Linked DNA regions of Mus musculus: regions 1, 3, 4, 5, 6 and 7 are each linked to region 2. A link is a contact called in public Hi-C and HiChIP or PLAC-seq data. All regions are on one chromosome and are shown on one strand. The core of a region is the stretch at or near the end of the contact, and the rest is flanking DNA. Distances in the headings are between cores, read along the strand shown.

Region 1 (2,948 bases), core at 217-2,716, 400 kb before region 2:
GTGGATTAATTTGTTAGGATCAAAATATCCTCTGGCTTTCTATGCCTATTTTACAGCACAGACCCCAACACAGAACCGGCGGACGGTGAGCATCCACTATAGTCAGATTAACAAGCCTAGGAGACAGCTATATTCTGAGACCCACGTATTCAGGGAGTCCTGTGAGAGGGAAAAAAAAAGAACTTTCCCTTCTGGCCCCTGCTCTTCAAATGACCCTATTGAGCATGGCTCTTTCTGTCGACCTCATTTCTGACTCATCTTGTAGTTGTGGTTCTGTGCTTGCCTCCTAGGGACTCCACACACAGATAAGCCTCGACTTCTCTTTACACTGGAGGAATTTGCTCGGAAGCTCTGGTCCCAATCCTGTGCATGGATAGTCGGTGCTGCGGGCCGGGGTGGATGACTCTCTGCAGGCTATTGGGGTGGCTTTTATATCTAACCACCTGTGCACAGAGGCGTTTTCCAGTATTTTTAAACCTTGCCTTGACAAGGCAATACATGGACATTAAAGACTCCCATTCTCCGGAAAAAGTGTTTTCATTTCTACTTGGTCCTTTTGGTCCTTTCTTCCTTCCTTTCTTCCTTCCTTCCTTCCTTCCTTCCTTCCTTCCTTCCTTCCTTCCTTCCTTTCTTTCTTTCTTTCTTTCTTTCTTTCTTTCTTTCTTTCTTTCTTTCTTTCTTTCTCTCTTTCTTTTTTTTCAAGACAGGGTTTCTCTGTGTAGCCCTGGCTGTCCTGGAACTCACTCTGTAGACCAGGCTGGCCTCGAACTCAGAAATCAGCCTGCCTCTGCCTCCCAAGTGCTAGGATTAAAGGCATATGCCACCACCCACGCCCGGCCCTACTTGGTCCTTTCCCATCCTTTGGCAAATTTGGGTGTTTCTTGGTCTGGCTGCTACAGTGAAGATAGAATTTTATGGCTTGATTTTTTTTTCTTTTTCTTTCTTCCTTTCCTTTTTTAAAAAACTTTATTGTTATAAACATCTTCTATGTCTCCATGATCCTCATATGTGTAATATGCCTTCTCGTTAAACATTTAGGACCCCCCCCCCCGCCACTCCCATCCCTTTACTCCCTAGCATTTAAGAACTAGACTTTAGGAAACAAAAACTGAACAAGCTGTGCCCCAGTCTCCAGATTGACAGTGCTCGCCCAGGCATTCCCTGCAAAGCTGGAGACACAGTAGCTGTGGGCTGGATGGATCCCAAACGCTGGGAGACTGGATATAAAATGATTAAAAAGTATGCATGAGAAGCCGCCGCAACCCTGGTGTCCCCAGAAAGTAAGAGATGAAGCAATATGCGTGTGGCACTTAAATTCTTCCAACTTCCAGCAACATAATCAGTTAACGAATCATGAGACTCCAAGCCACATGGAAACAAAGGCAGAAGAGAGAGCAAACTAGAGACAGAATAGGAGAGGCGGGAACGTTGAGCCAGGGGCGTTCCCATGGGGAGGGGAATCTTGCCAACAATGTTGCTTGGTATCTTTAATGCTTTGAAGAAAAGCCTGCTCTGCATAGAAGTTTTCACTGAGCATCTACAGGCAACTTGCGTCGAGAATTTCCAGCCCACCCCATGGGCAGAACACTGGACTAGATCCCGAAGAAACCCGGGCAGAAGAAAGAGGACGGGCCTCTGCTCCGAGGGCAGGCTTCTGTAAGGCCAGGGGAGCCGGAACACCCATGGCGGTCTCCTCGCAGGGTCTTGCAGACAGCTGGGGTAGCCAGCCAGCAAGCATTGTCCCCGCACAATTAAACAAGAATGCCCCACGTGACGGTTCCACTGTGAAAGTTTTCAAATAGTGTTTGGAATGTTTACATAATTGTTCAAAAGAGCCTTTTTCAATGTACCTGTTTACACTCTTCCCTTTGGAAATTCAGCAATCAGGCCATGGAGGACTCTCAGCCTCCACTTGCCGCCCTTGATTGCCGAGGAAGGAAAGAAAGGCCCGTCAGTGAATCGCTGGGAAAACATGCCCTAACAAACGCCCTGTAATGAGGGGCTCCGCTTTTGCAGGCGTAGCAGTGGCGGGGGGCGGGGGGAGGCAGGGGAGCCGGGGTGCAGAGCTGGGGGCCGCGAGCGCGCGGTGTAGCCCGTTTTTGTTGTGTGGCTCCCGGCTGGAGGGAGCGCCCCGACCCCGGTGCCTTTGTGTGCAAATTTCCCACCGGGGCCAAGCAACTTTCCACAATTTAATTAAGTGGCTTTAGAGTCCGGAGTTGGCCTAACAAGCTCCCGTTCATGAATGAAAGATTTGTCCCCCAGCAGCGGGGGCCCCCGGTGGAGACAAAGTGGGCAGCAGGGACCGCTGGCTCCGGCCGCCGGGAGCGAGCGGGTGGGGAAGCGGCTGCGGGGGGGCTGGCGGCGGTCCTTCTGGGACGCGTCTCACCTAGCTCGCGGCAAATATGCCATCCATATGCCCAGGATCACAACCGAATCAGCTCCATCAGGCCTGGCAAAGAGGCATTTAAATTGCTAATATTGTGCCGGGGAGCGTTGACAGCCTTGCCAAGGATCAGCTCTGTAGGATCCACAGAGACAAACCTGGGGTGGGGAGGGAGGACTCAGAAAGAGCCCAGCCGCAGTGAGAAATACGAAAACACAGGAGCCTACAGCCGTGGGGGATCCTTGGTAGCGAAATGTCAGGAGAAAGGGAGGAAGAGAGGAGCCCACCGTGGGGTCTTGGAACTGGTGGACCACTGGGACCCCTTTCTCATCCATTATTTCTGGTGCGTGGCCAGCTGGAGTTTCCCCCAAGGGTTCTCTGCAACTGAGCTTAGAGTTAGGATAAAGGGAAAGTAGGCAGAAACAGACAGACAGATGGACGGATGGATGTAGGGAAGGAAGAGAGACGTAGGGAGGAAGGGGAGAGGAAGGGAGGGAGGGAGGGAGAGAGGGAGGGAGGGAGAGGGAGAGAGAGAGAGAGAGAGAGAGAGAGAGAGAGAGAGAGA
Region 2 (3,026 bases), core at 73-2,572:
AATGTAAGGCCAAACCACCCTGGTCCACTGTGTCTCTCTTACCAGGGGTGTCAGGTGAGGGAAGAGGGTTGTGCCTGGGGGAGGGGCTGGGGCTGAAGAGCTCCAGAAGGGGAGGGCTGGCCCTGCAGGATGACAGAGAGATGATTAAACCCACAGAGAAGATTGATAAGGGTGCTAAAAAGCTGCAAGTCTGCAAGGTGGGCTGGGGACAAATCTCATCTTGTCCTGGCAGTGCTCACAGTTTTGGGGGGCTGGGCCAGCCTGGCTGAGCTCATGACCCATACATACAAAGAACACTCCAGAACAGGAGGGACTAGGGGGCTAGAAGGCCACTTCCTGCTTCTCCCTCCTGGCCTCTGATGAAGGCTTCTGGAGCTCACCGAGGGACCCCTGCCCCCTTAACACCTGGGCAGTGCGTCCCTTCACCCACAGCATCTCTGCCTCAGCTCTCACTCTCGTTATTATTAGATGTGATTTACAGCGGAAGCGCTGAGTCAGACAAACCGAGATTTCCCCTAGACAGAGGCAGTGGGAGAGGAGAGTCCAGGGGAGGTGGGCAGGGTCCTCGGAGGGAGCCAGGAGCTGGGTATACCAGACTCCAACTTGTAGAATGAGCAGGGAGTTTATGTTGCTGTTTCTCCTACCTGCTCTAGGCCCAGGATCCTCACTTGGGACTCTTGGACATTCAGACCCCTTTTCTGACATCTCGCCTCACCTTTGAGCTTGTCTTGGTTGGCCTCCTTTCCTTTTACAAATTTAAGAGGAGAGCCTGGAAATGAGTCAGGACCTTGTGTCTTCAGAACGGCTCTGAAGGTGGTCCCGAGCTCCCAGAGATGGAGAGAAACAGCGGAAGGGCCCCGGCCACCCCACCCCCACTCTGCAAACAGAGACCCTAGCACCGAGTTCCGGGCAAGTGGGGGGTGTCCAAAGGCGCAACACCGCCTGCAGGAAAAGCCCACATTTCTGCTTTCACCTTGTGCAGAAGAGAGTGGTGGGCAGGTCGGTCTCTGCTCCCTGGGTCTCTGACTCCCTGGCAGGGAGGAACTGGGCATTGTTGCCAAAAATAAACGTTCCTTCTCCCGCTCCCTGGCTCCCGGCTCCCGCTCATTAGGATGCGTGGCGTTTGGCTGCGGTCCCACACCTTGCAGCTCATTATAAATATGCAGTCGCTGCTGGCGCTACCCCAATCATCTCTGCAATCAGAGCTTTTAATTAGGTTAATTAAATTGTATCAAATCTCGCAGGGACGCAGTTCACTGATGCTGATGAGGCAGCCAAAACAGACCCCGGCTCCTTGGCTAATGAAGGCCGCTGCCTGCCTGAGCAGCGAGGGGGCAGGAACGCATAATAAAGGGGTGCGTCCTCGGGGAGGAGCTGCTGCCCAGGCCCATGCTCTGGGGACCTAGGAAAGGATCTTCATCTAGCAAGTTGAGCTCTAGCGGCAGCAGTCTCCCAACCCCAGAGACTATCAGCCTCGCTGGAGAACCAACGATGCGGAGCATCAGGAACCCAGACAGGTGGGCAGTGTTAGGCCTAAGCACCTGCCACCCCAAACTACAGAGTAAACAGTGTCTTGATATCCACTGGCTCTATCTGGGAGCGCCTTACTTCTTCCACAGACTAGTTTAAAAAAAAAAAAAAAGGGGGGGGGTGCGCATGCGCACACGTGCCCGTACACACGCGAGGGGAGAGATGGGGGCGGGAGTGGGGGGGAGGAGGGAAGTTGTCCTGTCACTGCCTCCTTGGTTGTCTTATTAGCCTGTGAGGAGGCCAGGCTGAGGCTAGGAAGCCCATCCCACTGCTGGCCTAGTCTCCATCTGCCATGGAGGCCATCTGCCCCTGGCAGGGGGTAGTTTATAATGCTACCAGCCAAAGACAGGAGGGGGTGGCACCCCCTCCCCAGTCTCTACGTGCCAGATGGAGCCTGTGTTTTCCCACCTACCTCTCTACCTAAAGAGCCCTCTCTCAGGGAGAGACATTAGTCCCGGCCCTACAGGATCAAATTAGCTAAGGAAGAGAGCCGATTCCTCCCCACTCCGTCCCTCCTCACCCTGAGCTGACAGTCCCGCGCGTCCTGCACTCTACCACAGGCCATGGGAACCCATGCAAACCCGGAGCTGGAGGAACAGAAGGTCTTCCCCTAACTTTTAGCAAAATGGCAGGTGCTGCCACCTCTAGAGGGGTGGTCCCTGCCACTGCTCAGCCCTCTCCTCTGAACTCTTCAGTTCTCTGAGCAAAAGAAGGCCAAAGATGGGGACTTGTTCAGTGCTTTCAAGGTGAAGCTTGCCTGTTCTGTAGGAGCTGCTTTTTGCTTTTGGTTTGGTTTGGTTTTTGATTTTTGTTTGTTTGTTTGTGTTTTGGCTTTTGATTGTTTTTTTTTTTAAATAGAAAGGTTGTGTGGATGGGGTGTTATTTCCACTCAGTAATGTGAAAACTTGAAACCAACCCCCACCCCCACCATTTGTCACCTCAGAAAGAAGCCTTTGGGGGTAACAAAGAAAAATAAAAAGCTGTAAATTAGTCAGACTGGCTCAGGGCAAGGGAGGGGAGTACCCACCTGCCTCCAGGCACCAGGGTTTCGTTAACACTGGTGATCTGAGCGTGGCCATCAGGTGACAGACAATGAAGACCTGAGACGCCTTCCTTCCCACCTTCCTTAAATCCCCCAAAGCAGCAGCCCCCTGCCTAGATCCTCAGTTCTACTCCAGACTAGCCTCTACCTGCCGGGGACAGACTGCGGGACCTCCCAGCACCTGGGTGTTCCTCCTATGTCAGGATATGGCCATCGCCTTTTCTAGGACCATCAAGTCAGGCAGAGCAGATGGACAGGAGATGTAACTGAGACAAGACTTCCCAAAATGCCATACCAGAGGGCCTGGGGAGAGAAGGCAAAGCAGTTCCTTACTGGAGTCAGGAGCCGCGGGAGCGATGTTTCCTTTGGCCTGGCCTTCTAGGGGAGGCAGGCAGAAGTATGTACAACCAGGACTGCCTCTTCTGGGCTCCAGAGTCTCAGACTTGGGCTTTGG
Region 3 (3,077 bases), core at 504-3,003, 420 kb before region 2:
TGGTTTCTGCTGCCTGGTCTCTAATTCCCTTTGCAGCCTAGTGAATGAGTGGACTTTATGGGTTCTACCCAGAATACAAGGTGAGAGACTTGTTCAGCTAACTTCCCTGCCCTGCTGCTTCCTGGGCTGACCAGCCTGCCTGTCAAGGTCGAATAGAGCTCAAACGAGGGAAGGTGAATGCAAACCTGGGAGGCAGAATTCAGAATCTCCGGAAGGTTGATGATCCCTCTCCCAGCCTCCTCTTTGGCTCTGGTTGAGCCTGTAAGGAGAGGAGAAACTGACCATCCAGGTTCACTTCCTTCATGGTGGAAAACATTCTAGAGCCCTGGCCACTCTCGAAATCTCAGAACAAAGTGCAGATCATCCAATGGGTCACCAACGTCCTTTTCTTTCACTGTCTTTAGAATGAGCAAAGTCAGTCTCCTTTGGTGGTTCCCTGATCACTGGGCCCCCAGAAAACCAAGAGAGCAGCTCACTCATCCAGAGCAGAAAGGCATCTCCCCTGAGGGTTGCCACCCAGCTGGCACATCCCGGGCCTTCTACAGAGCGATTTGTGGCCACTCATTAGCACCAAGGTCTCATTTCTTCACTTTTGACCGACCCCTCCCTTTTAACATTTGAGCGAGCTCTCAAGATGTTCTTTGTTTCTGTTACAAAATGTGTGTGTGTGTGTGTGTGTGTGTGTGTGTGTGTGTTGGCAGGAGGGAGTACAAAGAGGTGAGGTGTATTTTTAGAGCCATAGAGGAGCTGGCAGAAATTGAAAATAGGGTTTTCGAGTTCGTATGTTTATGCTGCCGAAGGAAGGCTCCATAGCGTTCTCTGCGTCCCGTTCAATATCTAAGAAGCTTTCTGCGACATGCCTTCGAGCATTCTGATTAAAAAGCATCCTGCCTGCTCCTTGCCTGTGCCCTTCCTGCCCCCTCCCCCAGCAGGGCCCTGAATGTACCAAGGGGGTGGCAGCCCTCAGGGGAGATGCCTTTCTGCTCTGGAAAAGCAAGCTGCTCTCCTGGTTTGCAGGGCCCAATGAACAGGGCAGATTAATCCCCAGAGGTGGTCGGTACACAATTAACATTTTTGCCTCTTATTTTAATTAAGAAGGGCCAAGGGATAGGACGTTAGCTTGTCTAATGGGACCGTGCGGCATGTGCTGGCTGCCAGAGGAGTCCCAGTTATTCGCACTTGTTGAAGACTTTCTAGATAATTAAATACGGCATTAATCATTTGCTGAGTGGACACCGGCCTTTATTTCTCCTCTGGACTCCTTGCATGCAGGAGGCAAAGTGGCTCCCGATTTGCTGGTTCCCCAGCACACAGGCAGGAGCTCGCCCCACGCGAGCCCACTTTCAGTGATTTTTGTAGAAAAGCAAAGATTCTCGAAGACATCTGCCTGCGCAGTTCTGACAGCGGAAGCTCTCTTCACAGGCGCATTAACATGACCTCATTAGTTCCTGCATCTACTCTTCTAACCACAGAAACCAGAGTGCGGTAGGAGCCAATCATGCTAATTACATCAGATCGGTTTGCATATTCATAAACCATTTTCTGTTTTATGGACAGCAAAAATAAACACAGTATCTCTTTAATAATTTTAAGTGGGTCACTTTCAGGACTGTATCTGTTTTAAATAAATTATCATATTGTTAAAGGCCACAGTCAAAAGCTATTTTTTGAGCAGCCCCAGAGGTTAGGGTTGGGGGCAGGGCACGTGAAGGGTGCTCCGAGGCGCAGGGATTAGCCAGTTGGTCAGTTTCCAAGGTCTCTTCTGCTCAAGACAATCGGAACTCAAAACCCTGTCCTGATTTAGTGAACAGGTGCACTACAGCTTCCCACTGATGACAAAATAGATTCTAGTCAGAACTCTGAGACTCTCAAAATCACGGTCGTGTGCAGTGGGAGAGAAACGCTGTGATGTAGCAGTGCCTGCCTTTTCTGGGAAGGGTTTCATTTTAGGGACCAAGTTTAATATTCTGTTTTGTTTTCTCAGAACTCTGGAAAAATGGGCATTAAAACAATTAGAAGACAAGGGACTGGAGATGGGTTGGCTGGTCAAGTGCTTGCTGTTAAACCGGAAGGCCTGACTTTGAGCCCGATCCCCCCAAAAGCCAGGCAAGGTGAGGTAAAGGCAGTAAAGGACCCTCGCTAGTTCTCTAGCTAGCCAGCCAGCCTAATTGGTGAGTCCTAGTGAGAGACTCTGTCTCAAAAACTAAAGTAGACAGTGTCTGAAGAAGAATACTGGAGTTTGTCCTTGGCCACAAGCGCGCATGCATGTGTGCATTTGTTGTGTATGTGCACCAGCACAGACAAATAAGGCCGCAAACCTGCAATGGAGACTTCGCCACACTGTCCCGCTGTCGTGTCCTTTCTTTAGACAATTTGGGGGCAGAACAAGCCCACTCATGGCCCCGCCCCCGAGGGGAGGGGCAGCCCAATCCATGACCTGCAATCCTCAACTTTGAGGCTCTTACAGATTTCTTTTACAGAGGCAGGGGACCACAAGGTTTAAGAAGCAAAAATACACAAGTTTTCCAGCACAGGTGCTTAACCTAGGTAGGAGAACTCACTGTTTTCAAGACTACCAGGAGACCCAGTTACATGCTAGCTGACTTTGGTTTCTGTTCGCTCCCCCTGCTGGGTGGGTAGTGTGCTAATCTGTGTGAGTAGTGTGTGTGCTTTAAGGTGATCTTTCTTTTAAACCATGTCTATTAGCAAAGCCGTCTCCATTCACTCCACTTATACGCAGACCCAAACACTGTATTTATGTCTGGAGCTTGCTTTTCTGTTTACTTGTTAATTTATTTCTCTTCATGGTAAACATTCCTGGGTGAATAAATGTGGCATTTTCTGATGGTAGTGTGGGCTATCCCATTTTGTTGTCTTTTTTTTCCTCTCAATGCTCTGTCAAGAGAGAGCTTTTGTTCCTGTAATGCAAGAGATCTCTGACTCCTGCCTTCTTGGGGGACCTTCGGCTCAACCTTCGAAACCATTTGCATTTCTCTGAGCTCTTCACCTCACTCCTGACTAGGTTAGCAGAAGCCTCACAGATGGCTGCCCCATGTTATTAGCTGAGCCACAGTTGA
Region 4 (3,061 bases), core at 51-2,550, 490 kb before region 2:
CAAGTGCTGATATCACAGTATATATCACAGTATATATCATCACACCCAGTTTATACTGAGATTGGTGAATGAACTTAAGGTTTCCTGTATGCTAAGCAAGCACTCTCCAACTGAGCTACATCTCCAGCCCCAGTACAGCTATTTCTGTAAGGTTTATTTTACTTTCATTTGTGTTGGGTGGGGCGGGGATGGTAGTGGTATATACAGGTGTCCTCAGAGGCCAGAAGAGGGCATTGGTTCCACAGGGAATGGAGTTCCAGGCAGTTATGAGTCATGAGACCTGGGTGTTGGGAACTAACCCCTGTTTCCTGCAAGAGCATCGAGCCCACTCTTGGTAAATATCAATCAAATAAATTCACCAAGGCTGATATCGGGCCAGGCTCCTCATGCACGCTTTCTAACCAAATCTTTACAATAACCCTGTGAGGTTGATTGATAGGCCCGCGACCATAGGCTGAATCCATTTCTCAACATCTTAGTGGTGAACACGACATTGAACTGGAGTCCCGCGAATCCACCCACACTCGTGTTTTCTGAGCCGACCCCTTAGTGTCTTGAGGCTTCACTACCTGGCTCACAGTTCCAGAGTTTTGAGCCTCCTTTCCCTCCCAAGAAAAATGAATGCATCCATAAAACAGATCCCTGTCAGGGGCTCGAGAGTAAATTCTGAGGCCAGATTGAGACTGTTCACCAGCGAGCTACTGTCTGTGCAACCCTGAATGGGTGACTGGCTCTCTCTGTGCTTTAACCGTTTCATCTGTAAGGTGGGCTTTTGTTAAAAGCATTATTGCATTTACACATCAGACACTTATACAGTGGTAAATGGTTAACTGCCCTTGAGCATTTAGGAACCTCGTTCCTCTCCAGCATCCCTTTCCATCTCATCCTTTTCTCTCAGAGGCTCAGGAGGTCTTGCTGAGAGAGTTTGACCACCTACAGGTGGGAGCCCCCAAATTCAAGGACAGGACCCCCGACACAGTCAGTCCTCCCTGCAGCTCTGGCTCTGACTTTACCGCTGGCGATGCTCGCCCTCCCGCTGCACCTGCCCGGCTTCTGCTGATCTGTCTTTTGCTCCATTAGGCAGGGCCGCGGCCCCAGAGCCCCGCGAGCTGCCCCGCGCCCTTAGAACGCTTCGTCTGCCCGCGCCCCGCCGCCCCCCGCCCGGGGAGGTGACGGCAAAGTGAATTAGCGCGCAGCCGAGGGCGCGGGGGCGCCGAGGTGCCCGGCAGCTCCGCGGGCGCAGCACTTCCCGGCCTGATATTTGCACAAAGTGCTCTCAGGGCTCTTTACATTTGCTCTTGCCCGCGGAGTTAGCGTTTCCGCTGAGCGCCGACTTCTCCAAAGGGCGCCCGCGCCTGTGTTTGAGTAGCAGCGGCCCAGACTCGCCAGGCGCCCGGGTCCCCGCGCCCCCTCCATCTTACTCACCCAGCTAGATTCTTTGCATCAGCGCTTTCCATACATTTTTCCCATACACCACTCTGGGCCCGTCAGGTCTTGCCAGTTTCTGTCTATTTTCAGGTCTCTCTTCCGTCTTTGCAACACCCCTCCCTGTCCTGTCCATTCCTAGCTGCCTCCATTTTTTCCCCTGCTAATCTCCCCACACCCTCTGTTACCAGTCCCAGCTGCCCCTCACATCCCTGCGTTTTCTGTCTCCTTGGTAGCTAGGCCTGGTCCTTCAAGTCACTTCAAGGGTTCTTGAGGACCTAGGAGGATTGAGAAGTGTCCTCAGCTCTTATCTAGCCCCAGTCACTATTATGCTCTGGGATTTGGGATAACCAAAGCAACATCCACTAAGGCTTCCTACTCCCAGTCAGTGGGCTGCACCTCTATGCCAAAGCTGACTGTGAGCCTCCTTCTCGATCCTCTGAGCCAAAGTGTACCCCAGGGGCCAAAAATGCTAAGGTCTCCTTCTCCATTCACTGTCCCAGCAGTCTGACCGCCCCTGGGATTTCTGGGACTCTTGGACTGGAGATCAGTGGAAAGGCACCAGGAAACACAGGTGCCTGAGATGCCCTGTACCAGGTGACATGTGGCCGAGTCCATCATGAAGATGAGGTCCCATGAGAGGCTGGAGTTTGTGTTAGCAGACAAGGCACGGCAACACTCTGGCAGGCTCACCATGCCAATCCCCCTCTGCAATGTCCCCGTGGAGACACCGGGACATATGCATGTGCATGCACACACACGTATGTGGGTGTAAATGTGTGCATGTGGAGGCCAGTGGACAGCCTCAGGAGCCATCGTCAGGAATGGTGTTCACCTCCTTTGAGATAGGGTTTCCCACTGACCTGGAACCCACCATTTAGGTTAGATCGGCTCTCCAGAGGACCTTAACTGCCCTCAGTGCTGGTGTTACAAGCCTCAACACCAGGCTTGGCAGGGTTCTGGTGAGCCTCAAACTCTGGGGAGCCTTGTGGTTTCAAGACTAGTGCCTTACCAACTTCACCATCACCCCAGACCTGCAGAGTGTTTCTGCTCTGCAGACTAGAACTCTAGCAGGGTTCTGAAATACTTCGTGCATGTGTTTGCTTTAGCACAATACATTCTAATGTTACTTTTATCACTAAGAAAAGGCCTCCTTTATTCTGTAAGCATAATTTCAATCATGGGTTAAATATTTGTCTTAAATGACTGTAAGTACTCTATGACTCCTAGAACAGACTCCCTCAAGGAGAATGGCTATCAAGGATTTGAAAAGATCCTCCCTAATGTTTTGATTGTTTCTGTGGAGTCATTTGATCAATTAGGTAATCATTTCCAGTATAAAACTTGATATTAAAAAAATATTCTTCTGGAGGCAATTTGGAGTTTCTCATTAAAACGTTGGAAAGGGTTTTATTTGAATGTTATATGCAAACTCAATATTTAATATATTCTCTAGTAGTTCGTATTTTATTTTTCTTATCATAATTATATTTTATAAAGAATGTGTAATTAATTTTTAGATGCTTCTCAACGGAGCTGCACAAGGTCCGTGGGAGAAAGATTAGAGAGGAGAAGGTATCAGCTTTAGGTGAGTGTATAGCAGCAGAGGGAACATTTTAACATTTTCTGAGGATAT
Region 5 (2,883 bases), core at 85-2,584, 270 kb before region 2:
CTTTTTAATACCGAAAGCTATTTCTTTCACCAAAGCTATTTCTGATTTCAAACATTTTGTTCTCCTAAGAGCTGGGCCACTGATCAAATCCCTCCAGCCACTCCTCTCCACCTCCCAGGGCCTTCCTTTCCTCCCCATCAGAATGAGTGAGGGAGACCAGCTAACCTTGAACAATTCCCCCACCCAGATCTGAAGCACTCAAATATGACTCACTACATAGGCAGTGCCAGAGGTTCTGACAGCTCAGAAAGCAGGTGCCAGCATCAACCCTGTTGGGGTTGGGAGAGCTGCTCAAGGAGGCTCGATGGGAAGCAGAGACCACATGGGAAACAACTGAGCCACTTCAAAGTGCAACCGAACAGGTGACAAGAGACCATCTTTTATGCAGGATAGTGATACATGCCTGGAAGAAAGAAAACCAATTCTGCGTCCCAAGCCACACTGCTGTGTAGAGTGATGGGCCCCTCCCCCCTCTGTACACACGCCTCTTCATCCTCTCAAAAGAGAGGATATTGAACTCTGTGGCCTCTGACTTCTAATCTGATTGTTTATGTCCTCTGCCACACGACGGAATGCAAGGACAGAAGAAAATGACATCAGGCAGGTGGCTGCCAAGCCAGATGGGGCTAAGAGGAGTAGGCAGTACAGATGGTGCAGAACTTCAGCTTCAAGAGGTGCAAAGATAAAGGACTTAGCATGTATAGGTAGGTGCACCTGTGTGCATGGTGTTAGGTAGGAGTGACGTCCCACCTACCAACAACATCCCAGGCTGGGGATGGTCCTGAGGCCTGGACCCAGGGTTCTGTGCCAGCTAGTGAGGCTAGCCGAGCAAGCGTGAGCCGATGCTCCTGGTGTTGCCATGGAAGCCCAGGAATAGTGCAAGCTGGGAGTGACTGTCGGGGTGCAGCTCCCTCAGAAGGAGCCTGTGTCACGCCTTTGGCAGAACATCAGGTGGGAGTCTCAGAGCACAATGAGCTATTGTTCTTTGAGGCTTTACGCTAAACCCGTTTCCAAGGTTTTATGAATCATTTTGCTGCTGATCTTTAAAAAAAATAAAAGAGTAATATACAAGGCACAGTGGAAGGAGCCTTCAGCTTCTTTTCTCTGAGAGAGGAACATGAACTCGTGGAGAACTCCTTCCCACCTTCTGCCTTGATCTCCCCCACAACTGTCAGAAAGGCTACTTTGAAGGCAATGATTCTGGATCATAGCCATGGGCCATCCCAACACTGACGAAGGAAAATAAGAGTCCTGAAGAGGAAACATATAAGCACCCAGGCTTTGGGACTGCCAAGACAAATGAATGACAAGTAGCTCAAACTAAGGCCAAGCAGTTGCTGTGTGACTCAGACAATGTTGCGTCCTTAGGAACTCCCTCCATGAGAACGTCCTGCATGGAGATGAGTCTTTGTCTCTGAGACATGGATTGGCTGCATTTCCAAGGAGGCGAATGCCACTCATGGCCAGCAGCTTCCTGCTCCGTCCCTGGCCCATCTACCTTCATGTGCACTTGGCTTTCTGTATATCTTCTGGCTGACAGTCTGACGTTCCACTCTGAAAGCCAGCCTTCAGAAGAACCTTGGAGTCCAAGGCTGTGCCCCTTAAGTGTGCTCCTACTCCAAAGTAAAATCTAAAGCAGTGGGTCCCTGTCAGGGCACCTACCCAGCCTGCCCTAAGACAAGTTTCAGCAACTTGCTGAACCAGCCACCGATCAGACAGAGAACCTGCTCCAGACAGTAGGTGCTCATTCATAGCATGGCTTCTCTGAAGGCTGTTGTGCTAAATGGGAAGGGAGTGGTTTCTCAGGAGACCACCTGACCCTTCCGTCACAATGGATGAAGACCCAGCCTTGAGATTCCCTAGCTAGAGATGTGGTCCTTCAACTGCTCCGATTCTGAAAGCTGATGTGGCTACAGTTTGTACCTCCCCATATATAGTTTGATCCCTGCCTCAGTTTCTTTCCTGGCCCCCGGAGCCCTAACTTTGAAATACTTCCCAGCTCCCAGCCAACCCTCCCCTTGCCTCCCAGGGCCTCAGTTCCCCACCTCCTCCTACTGGCTGGCTCGGTTTTACAGATGGTTGCAGCCCCGGTTATTATTTAAACGAGCTGCTTCTGGCTCACATGTTAATTAAAACCCGCTGTCCAAAATCTCCTGGTACAATTTGCAGTGTAATCTGTAGCCTCTAGTGCATCATTGTATCTCTATTAAAAGGGATTCTCTGTAATGATGCGGGGATTTAATTAGTTTCTTTGCCAATGTTGTAAAACACAGTGATAAACGAGCCAACAGGTCCGTGGATCATTATTCTCCTCAAGATGAGCTTATTAGCTGATTATGAATCATTAACAAAGTCTACACGGGATTTTCTTATCTAATTCAACACAATTTTTAACATTCAGTGCTCAACATCCATTCCTTGCAACCAGCAACATTGTGTGGTGATTGCGATCTCTATGTGTGGCTCTCTGCTCTGGGCTTAGGTCTTCCCCCTCTTATTTAATTTGAGCTATATGGCGGGAGGACTCGAGAACAGGGACTGGGGACGACACTGTGATGAATCCAGAGTTTTATTTTATGACGGGAAGCAGCTACTATGAACTGGAACTGGCAGCCCATATTTTTGTGCTGGTATAAGTGTGTGTTTGTATATTCTCACATCTGGGGAGGGATACACACACTTTGTGCACATGTGTGCATCAGTAGTAGAGGGAAAGTCTGGGGACATATGTGCTCCTGTATACATGGAAGTGTAAAAGCTATATTCACACGTCTGTATATCCTTTTGTATAGGTATGCTCGTGTATACAAGCAAGTAGATGCATGTTAGGGGGAATTCAATAGAAGATATTTCTGAATAGGCTTTCAGGCTAACGTTATTTCA
Region 6 (2,815 bases), core at 71-2,570, 470 kb before region 2:
GCAGCTGTCAAACTAGTGCTAAATCCTAAGGACAAGAGCCCGTGGGCTGCATTTCAGATTAAAAGCCTAACAGGTCATAACGGGATTTTGATTTCATAGAACTGACATCCTATAAGAAAGAGACTCCAATGTATGTGTTTTCTCCCCTACTCTCTCTCTCTCTCTCTCTCTCTCTCTCTCTCTCTCTCTCTCTCTCTCTCTCTCTGTGTGTGTGTGTGTGTATGTGTGTGTGTGTGTGTGTGTGTGTGTGCGCGCGTGAGATATAGTGAGAAGGTAGTCGTTTGCTTGCCAGAAAAGGGCCCAAAGGCCAGTATCCTTAGCACCTTCAGTAGCGTTGGCCCCTACCTAGTATGTGTCCAGAGCAGTGGAGAAAACTGAGCAGTTACTCCCAACATGGCTGGAAAGCTGACTGGTTAGCAGAAATGGTAATGTTCTCTTTCCTCTCAGCTCTGTCTTCAGTGACACCATGCTGGTACTGTGACCCACCATAGCAGTAGCATTTACACTGCAGGAATTGGTAGACACTACAAACTAGAGCTTTTACATGGAGGAGCCAGTTATTAAACCTTCAGCACACGCTATTATAGACTACATCAAACATATAGAAGAAGTATGTAGGGGCCAGGATCTTAGACAGCAAGGGTCTTGGTCCTTCAGGACATTGCCTGGTGACATGCTCTGGGTTTCATCGGCTAGAACACATGTTAAAGCCCTTGAAGACAATCAGGTCCACGCTTCATTTCACAGATGGAAAGCCGGGGTCCAGAGAGAGGAAATGACTTGCCTAGGGTCTCTCGGCACACGTGGCAGCAGTTCAAGGTCATCTCTATCTAATCCGCTCAAACTTATAAATCGTGTAGGTAGCGGGTAGTGGTGGGGGTGATATGCCAGAGGTTTTCTGGCCTAGATCAAGCATCCACGCTGCTATTTGGGGGAAGATTTCGTGAGGATGGGGTTGTGTTTTCCTGGTTTCCTGGCTGTTCCTTCCTCTTGTGTTTGCACACCCCACAGGGTGTAGTAGAGAGATAAGCGAGATGCACACTCTATAATCAATAATGCAGCTTCTTCTGTCTCTGAGTGGAGTCTGTGGAAGTCGATGAGAATAGCACAGCTTGTAAATGTGCAGATTGGACCGGAGCCCTAAAGTGCACCCTAGAAAACACGGCTGCGTGTTCTTCATCTACAGCTAATTATAACTTTATTCATTACAGTCTGGCTCATAAGATTATAGACCTAAATCAGGAATAGAATATGTGTTACATATATATTTTTATAATACTTTTCCTCCGTCAGAAGTGAGTCTCTGCCTCGATCGGAGGCGTGAAGTCAGAGTCCCGTCCCTGAGTCAGGCATCTGCAATGTGGCATTTTCTGTCGCCGCCCCACACTTTGCTTAAAGCAACGTGAAGGTGTTAAACAACTCAGAACGAACCCGCCCCGCCCGCCCCACCCGGCAAATCACAGCGCCTGTCAAAGGAAGATGTAGAAGGAGTTATTAATCTTTGGGGCCAACTGTTTTTAATTATGTACATACAGTATTCAAATTAGTTTCAAAATGGTCTTGGAGGTTCAGTTCTTCCCCGCAGTTTATCCTGCCGGGCGTGCGGCCTGTAAGGGCCAAGGCCGAAGTCAAGACTGAAGACTGCCCTTGATCTATAGGGCTGTGGATCCTTGATCCACAGAACCCCTTGAGGATCAGTGTTTGGACTTCTTCCACTGTGGCTCTTTCCTTAGGTAACCTCAGTGCAGGCCTTGCTCTGGAATAGCATCTATATGCTAATGATGTCAAAACATGCTCTCTAGCCCTATTCTGTGCTCTTACCGGCACACGTACCTGCTCCACTTCAGTTTCTTCTTGAGGGCTTTGTAGACATCTGAAGGCTTCGATGCTCAAAGCAAAACTTGATCTCTAGCAAAGCATACCCTGCCCTGTGCTGCCCCGAGTATTCACATATACACGGTCACTATTTCTCAGTCAGTAACCACATCGGTGTGCTCACCCTGCAAAGCCATGGGATAGTCTGGATTCTTCTTTGCTTTCCATTCCCACACCAATGAGCGTATTTAATGGCCGACACACATTATACCCAGACGTATTCTCCTCCTCAACTGTGTCGTAGGTGCTCCCCGGTTGTCACCGTCTTGTCCTAGGCCACAGTAGCAGCTCCTTAGATCATATCACTGCTTCCTGCCTTGTATTTCCAAGGCCTATTCTCTACCCAGTAGCTGGAGGAAGTCTTTACACAGTTGTGTCCACTTCTCGGCTCACAGCCCTCCCATGGCACAAGCACAAACTCCAGATGCTCTGCAAGAACCTCGAGGGACTCTTCCTGAATCCAGTCCCAGCCTGTCCCCCGGCTCTCATCATCATGCTTCATGCTGTATGACAAGTCACTGGAACTCTTGAAACTCGTTAAGCCTCAGATACAGGACACACTCATTCTTCACCACTAAGATTCATCTTGTCATTAACCAGGTTGGAATCCGTCAACTGTTAGTTCTTCATGAGTTCTTCCCAGAGGCAGAGTCTGGACAGGGAGAGGGATGACCAACCCTTTCCACACCATCTCAGAGTACTGTCCTTATGGCTAACTCTTCTTGATGATATAACAGAATCCTTGACCAACATTGGGTATCTTTTGTTTCTTCCTTCCTTTCTCCCTCCTTCCCTTCTTCCTTCCTTCCTTTGTATGTATGTATGTATGTATGTATGTATGTATGTATGTATGTATGTATGTATGTATGTATATAAGTACACTGTTGCTGTCTTCAAACACACCAGAGGAGGGCATCAAATCCCATTACAGATGGTTGTG
Region 7 (2,741 bases), core at 225-2,724, 310 kb before region 2:
CAGGGGAAGCTCCCACAGGTAAGGACTAGTTGAATGGCTAGCAGTTGATATTCAAAGCCAGAGCCCAGAAGGCAGATTCTACCACACACATCCTAATCTTAACCCATCCAGATGTGCCCAGCAGCAGGAGTCACCGTGCTTTTGTCTGGGAGTGGGGAAGGCTCTTGTCTGTTCCTGACCCCAAATAATATAAGTTGGCTTCCAATTCAGAGGAAGTGGCCTAAAACTTGCTCAGCATTTAATAGAACTTGTACACCCAGACATGCAAGTAGACATAATCCACACCTTAAGTTTTGCACACACTCTCAGAAGAAAACCCCATAGCTACAGCATCTCTAGCTATTCAATCAAGTGTTCCTAGTTCAAGGGTGCCATTGGATCTTTTGTTTGTTTGTTTACTTACTTATTTATTTACTTTTATTATCTAATAAAATATACCATAATTATATAAAAAGAATTATTTAAATTTATTATTTGTGTATATTTATTTACTTACTTACTTATTTTGGTCTATGCAGATGGGGTCTTGGATAGCCCAGGCTGGACCAAACTCACTGTGAACAAACCTTAGGATGACCTTGAACTCCGACCCCTCCTACCTTCACCTCCTGAGCTCTGTGACCCTTGGCAGGGATCTCCAGGCCCTCTCCAGGCTCACTGTGACTTGAAGAGCCCTCCAGCAGCCTGAAATCTCACAGAAGCACTGTAAGTGTGCACCTGTCGAGCAGCAGCTGCACTGTGGCTGAGCCACAGTGAAAACTTTAAAAATCCATCCCGGGTGCTCCCCACCCCCCACCCCGAGGTGAAGGACTCTGCTTGACCCCAAACACCAAAAATCCTTAAAACTTCCTCTTCCTCCCCGCCACCGGAATCCTGTATCCACCCCTCTTCTTCCCAGGGGAAGCAGGAGATGTCCAGGCTTCTGCCTTCTCGGCACAGACAGCCCCTGTCACCAAAAGAACTAGACAATTCAGTCCCCACCATCACGGGCACCGTTTAGCCTTCAATTTTCCTGCCTACCTCGGGATTAACTCAGTCTGTGAGACTTCCCTGGGCCATTTAAGGGAGCACCACACTTCTTTCTATTCCCCAGAAATTGTAACCCGGACTTGGTTTTGTGATGCTAATTGCCTTATCTTCATAAATTCTACAGTCTTACATAATTTACCCGCATTGTAGCAGGATTTCCCAAGAATAAAAAAGCAGGTGCCGTCAATGGTAATTTGAATAAGAAAAGACATGTTAAGTGGGTCCTCTCTCACTAGTAATAGAAATTAATTAGCTTTGAGCAGCTTTGGAGGTTTTTGCTTTTTTTTTTTTTAAATGCTGTAACCTGTTATGTTTTCTAATTGTATGGAAAGAAGGTTTGATTTGATCACATTATTTGGTGACGGAGGGGTCTCTGTTTGGAGTCAAAGGTGCAGGAACAGTGGCAGTCAGAGGGTGGGAAGCCACCAGAGGCAGCGCCACGTTGAGAGTACAGGGCTTTGTAGTCAGATAAACTGAGTTCTGAGCTACTGTGAGTTGCTTGCTAGTTCTGTGACCCTGGACAAATCCCTTCTCCTCTTTAAACATCAGCTTTCTCACTGTATGACAGAGGCCTGAACCGGAGGAGCGAGCCTGGGGCTGAGCACAGGCTCTGGGGTTGAAGTTGGATGTAAGCTGCAGTCTGTCACTCCCGTTGCTTTGTGACCCTTTCCTAAAAAGATACCTTTAATTTTGAAAAATGTAGCATGTTCTTTAATGGAAGCAATGGGTTGTGGCGGCTCAGACCTGTAATACCTAGGGCACTAGCCTGAGAAAGCTGAGTGGGAAAACTGTGGTGAGTTAGAGGCCAGCCTGAGCTATCAAATAACCATTCCCCCCCCAAAAAATCTATACCCCACTTATAATCTGGCTTGAATTGGCTCATTTCACCCACACAAAAATAACTTGTCAGCAAGGACTGCAGCTTCCTGGAGCCTCATCACTGTCTTGCAGCAAAATTCTCCTCTTCAGCCTGGCTGAGCTGGTCATTTGTCTCTCCACTGGCACCTGAAGCTCACAGGAATTGGCGGACAGCCACTGTGCAGAGCTAGGATGGGGTCTGCTTCCCCCTGAGTCAGAACAAGCAAGATGGGCAGTGCCCGTATCTTGAACCTCAGGGGAGAAACAGAGAGAGCCAACTCAAAATGGACCAGTCATTAAGTTCTCAAAGCTCCCCTCCAGTGATGTATAGCCTTCAAGAAGGCAAGGCCTCCTCAGTCTCTGGAACAATGACACTAACCAGGGACCAAACATCTCTCGTTTAAATATCACACCCTCCTAACTACAGGTATATCTTTTAGCAGATCCTCAAGAAGTAGGGCATACATAGGGCATACATTGGTTCTGATAACGAGACTTCAACACAACCTTCTCATAAGTCAAGAGGGATGTAGAAAGTCTGAAATCTGAGCAACACTACCAGCCAGCTTTACCTAATTCATAGCTATGGGGCCTTATCTCAGACATCCACAGTATGCAACTCTTCTCCCAAAGAGATACATATCAGACCTTAACATAAACCCCAATAAGCTGCAAAGGACTGAGAGTTAACGAACTATGTCCTCTAACAATGGTACATGTAGACTCCTCAAAAGTAATAACTTGAAATATTCATTTAAAAAAATGTTCCACATAAGTCAAAATTGAAGATGGTGCTTCTACATATCCGACACAACCCAGCGATGCCCCCAAAGGAAAATGTAAAGTGGTCTGAG

What was found. Hi-C and Micro-C count contacts between places; a contact is called where the count stands out from the background. HiChIP or PLAC-seq counts read pairs in DNA pulled down with a chosen protein or histone mark.
Region 1: an H3K4me3 HiChIP or PLAC-seq map of forebrain shows a contact between it and region 2, with 5 times the contacts expected there. The contact joins two enhancer-like sites. A contact is called at or near these places in 3 of 484 Hi-C or Micro-C datasets (embryonic stem cells and nephron progenitors), 11 of 115 datasets of contacts at active chromatin or transcription factors (craniofacial prominence, embryonic basal ganglia, embryonic forebrain and 6 more) and 1 of 9 other capture datasets (embryonic stem cells).
Region 3: an H3K4me3 HiChIP or PLAC-seq map of forebrain shows a contact between it and region 2, with 4 times the contacts expected there. The contact joins two enhancer-like sites. A contact is called at or near these places in 1 of 484 Hi-C or Micro-C datasets (cortical neurons), 9 of 115 datasets of contacts at active chromatin or transcription factors (craniofacial prominence, embryonic basal ganglia, embryonic forebrain and 5 more) and 1 of 9 other capture datasets (embryonic trunk).
Region 4: an H3K4me3 HiChIP or PLAC-seq map of forebrain shows a contact between it and region 2, with 6 times the contacts expected there. The contact joins two enhancer-like sites. A contact is called at or near these places in 1 of 484 Hi-C or Micro-C datasets (epidermal suprabasal cells), 12 of 115 datasets of contacts at active chromatin or transcription factors (craniofacial prominence, embryonic basal ganglia, embryonic forebrain and 7 more) and 2 of 9 other capture datasets (embryonic stem cells and embryonic trunk).
Region 5: a Hi-C map of cortical neurons shows a contact between it and region 2, with 3 times the contacts expected there. The contact joins two enhancer-like sites. A contact is called at or near these places in 1 of 39 promoter capture datasets (liver), 1 of 15 datasets of contacts at CTCF or cohesin (the NIH/3T3 cell line), 32 of 484 Hi-C or Micro-C datasets (the HL-1 cell line, the STO cell line, cerebral cortex and 12 more), 13 of 115 datasets of contacts at active chromatin or transcription factors (craniofacial prominence, embryonic basal ganglia, embryonic forebrain and 6 more) and 3 of 9 other capture datasets (embryonic stem cells, embryonic tail and embryonic trunk).
Region 6: a Hi-C map of cortical neurons shows a contact between it and region 2, with 3 times the contacts expected there. The contact joins two enhancer-like sites. A contact is called at or near these places in 2 of 15 datasets of contacts at CTCF or cohesin (the NIH/3T3 cell line and large pre-B cells), 28 of 484 Hi-C or Micro-C datasets (the AtT-20 cell line, the C2C12 cell line, the HL-1 cell line and 12 more), 15 of 115 datasets of contacts at active chromatin or transcription factors (craniofacial prominence, embryonic basal ganglia, embryonic forebrain and 10 more) and 1 of 9 other capture datasets (embryonic stem cells).
Region 7: a contact with region 2 is called in an H3K4me3 HiChIP or PLAC-seq map of embryonic basal ganglia, with 2.3 times the contacts expected there. The contact joins two enhancer-like sites. A contact is called at or near these places in 2 of 15 datasets of contacts at CTCF or cohesin (both in embryonic stem cells), 21 of 484 Hi-C or Micro-C datasets (differentiating embryonic stem cells, embryonic stem cells, extraembryonic ectoderm and 4 more), 9 of 115 datasets of contacts at active chromatin or transcription factors (embryonic basal ganglia, embryonic forebrain, embryonic hindbrain and 4 more) and 3 of 9 other capture datasets (embryonic stem cells, embryonic tail and embryonic trunk).

Annotation. Positions count from the first base shown.
Region 1 is chr4:124,275,600-124,278,547 of GRCm38.p6, forward strand. No RefSeq gene overlaps it. Among named protein-coding and RNA genes, the nearest start is that of Gm40242, 4.7 kb to the left of the region's middle. Within about 2 kb of position 1,467, at least 51 of the 459 cell types and tissues checked have an H3K27ac peak or open chromatin away from gene starts, as enhancers often do. A contact at or near this core is called in forebrain, where this site is marked.
Region 2 is chr4:124,671,324-124,674,349 of GRCm38.p6, forward strand. No RefSeq gene overlaps it. Among named protein-coding and RNA genes, the nearest start is that of Gm38545, 4.6 kb to the left of the region's middle. Within about 2 kb of position 1,323, at least 48 of the 459 cell types and tissues checked have an H3K27ac peak or open chromatin away from gene starts, as enhancers often do. A contact at or near this core is called in cortical neurons, embryonic basal ganglia and forebrain, where this site is marked.
Region 3 is chr4:124,253,633-124,256,709 of GRCm38.p6, forward strand. No RefSeq gene overlaps it. Among named protein-coding and RNA genes, the nearest start is that of Gm40242, 17 kb to the right of the region's middle. Within about 2 kb of position 1,754, at least 14 of the 459 cell types and tissues checked have an H3K27ac peak or open chromatin away from gene starts, as enhancers often do. A contact at or near this core is called in forebrain, where this site is marked.
Region 4 is chr4:124,177,516-124,180,576 of GRCm38.p6, forward strand. No RefSeq gene overlaps it. Among named protein-coding and RNA genes, the nearest start is that of Gm40242, 93 kb to the right of the region's middle. Within about 2 kb of position 1,301, at least 19 of the 459 cell types and tissues checked have an H3K27ac peak or open chromatin away from gene starts, as enhancers often do. A contact at or near this core is called in forebrain, where this site is marked.
Region 5 is chr4:124,400,102-124,402,984 of GRCm38.p6, forward strand. No RefSeq gene overlaps it. Among named protein-coding and RNA genes, the nearest start is that of Gm52719, 48 kb to the left of the region's middle. Within about 2 kb of position 1,335, at least 41 of the 459 cell types and tissues checked have an H3K27ac peak or open chromatin away from gene starts, as enhancers often do. A contact at or near this core is called in cortical neurons and forebrain, where this site is marked.
Region 6 is chr4:124,205,436-124,208,250 of GRCm38.p6, forward strand. No RefSeq gene overlaps it. Among named protein-coding and RNA genes, the nearest start is that of Gm40242, 66 kb to the right of the region's middle. Within about 2 kb of position 1,321, at least 4 of the 459 cell types and tissues checked have an H3K27ac peak or open chromatin away from gene starts, as enhancers often do. A contact at or near this core is called in cortical neurons, where this site is marked.
Region 7 is chr4:124,359,222-124,361,962 of GRCm38.p6, forward strand. No RefSeq gene overlaps it. Among named protein-coding and RNA genes, the nearest start is that of Gm52719, 7.5 kb to the left of the region's middle. Within about 2 kb of position 1,475, at least 8 of the 459 cell types and tissues checked have an H3K27ac peak or open chromatin away from gene starts, as enhancers often do. A contact at or near this core is called in embryonic basal ganglia, where this site is marked.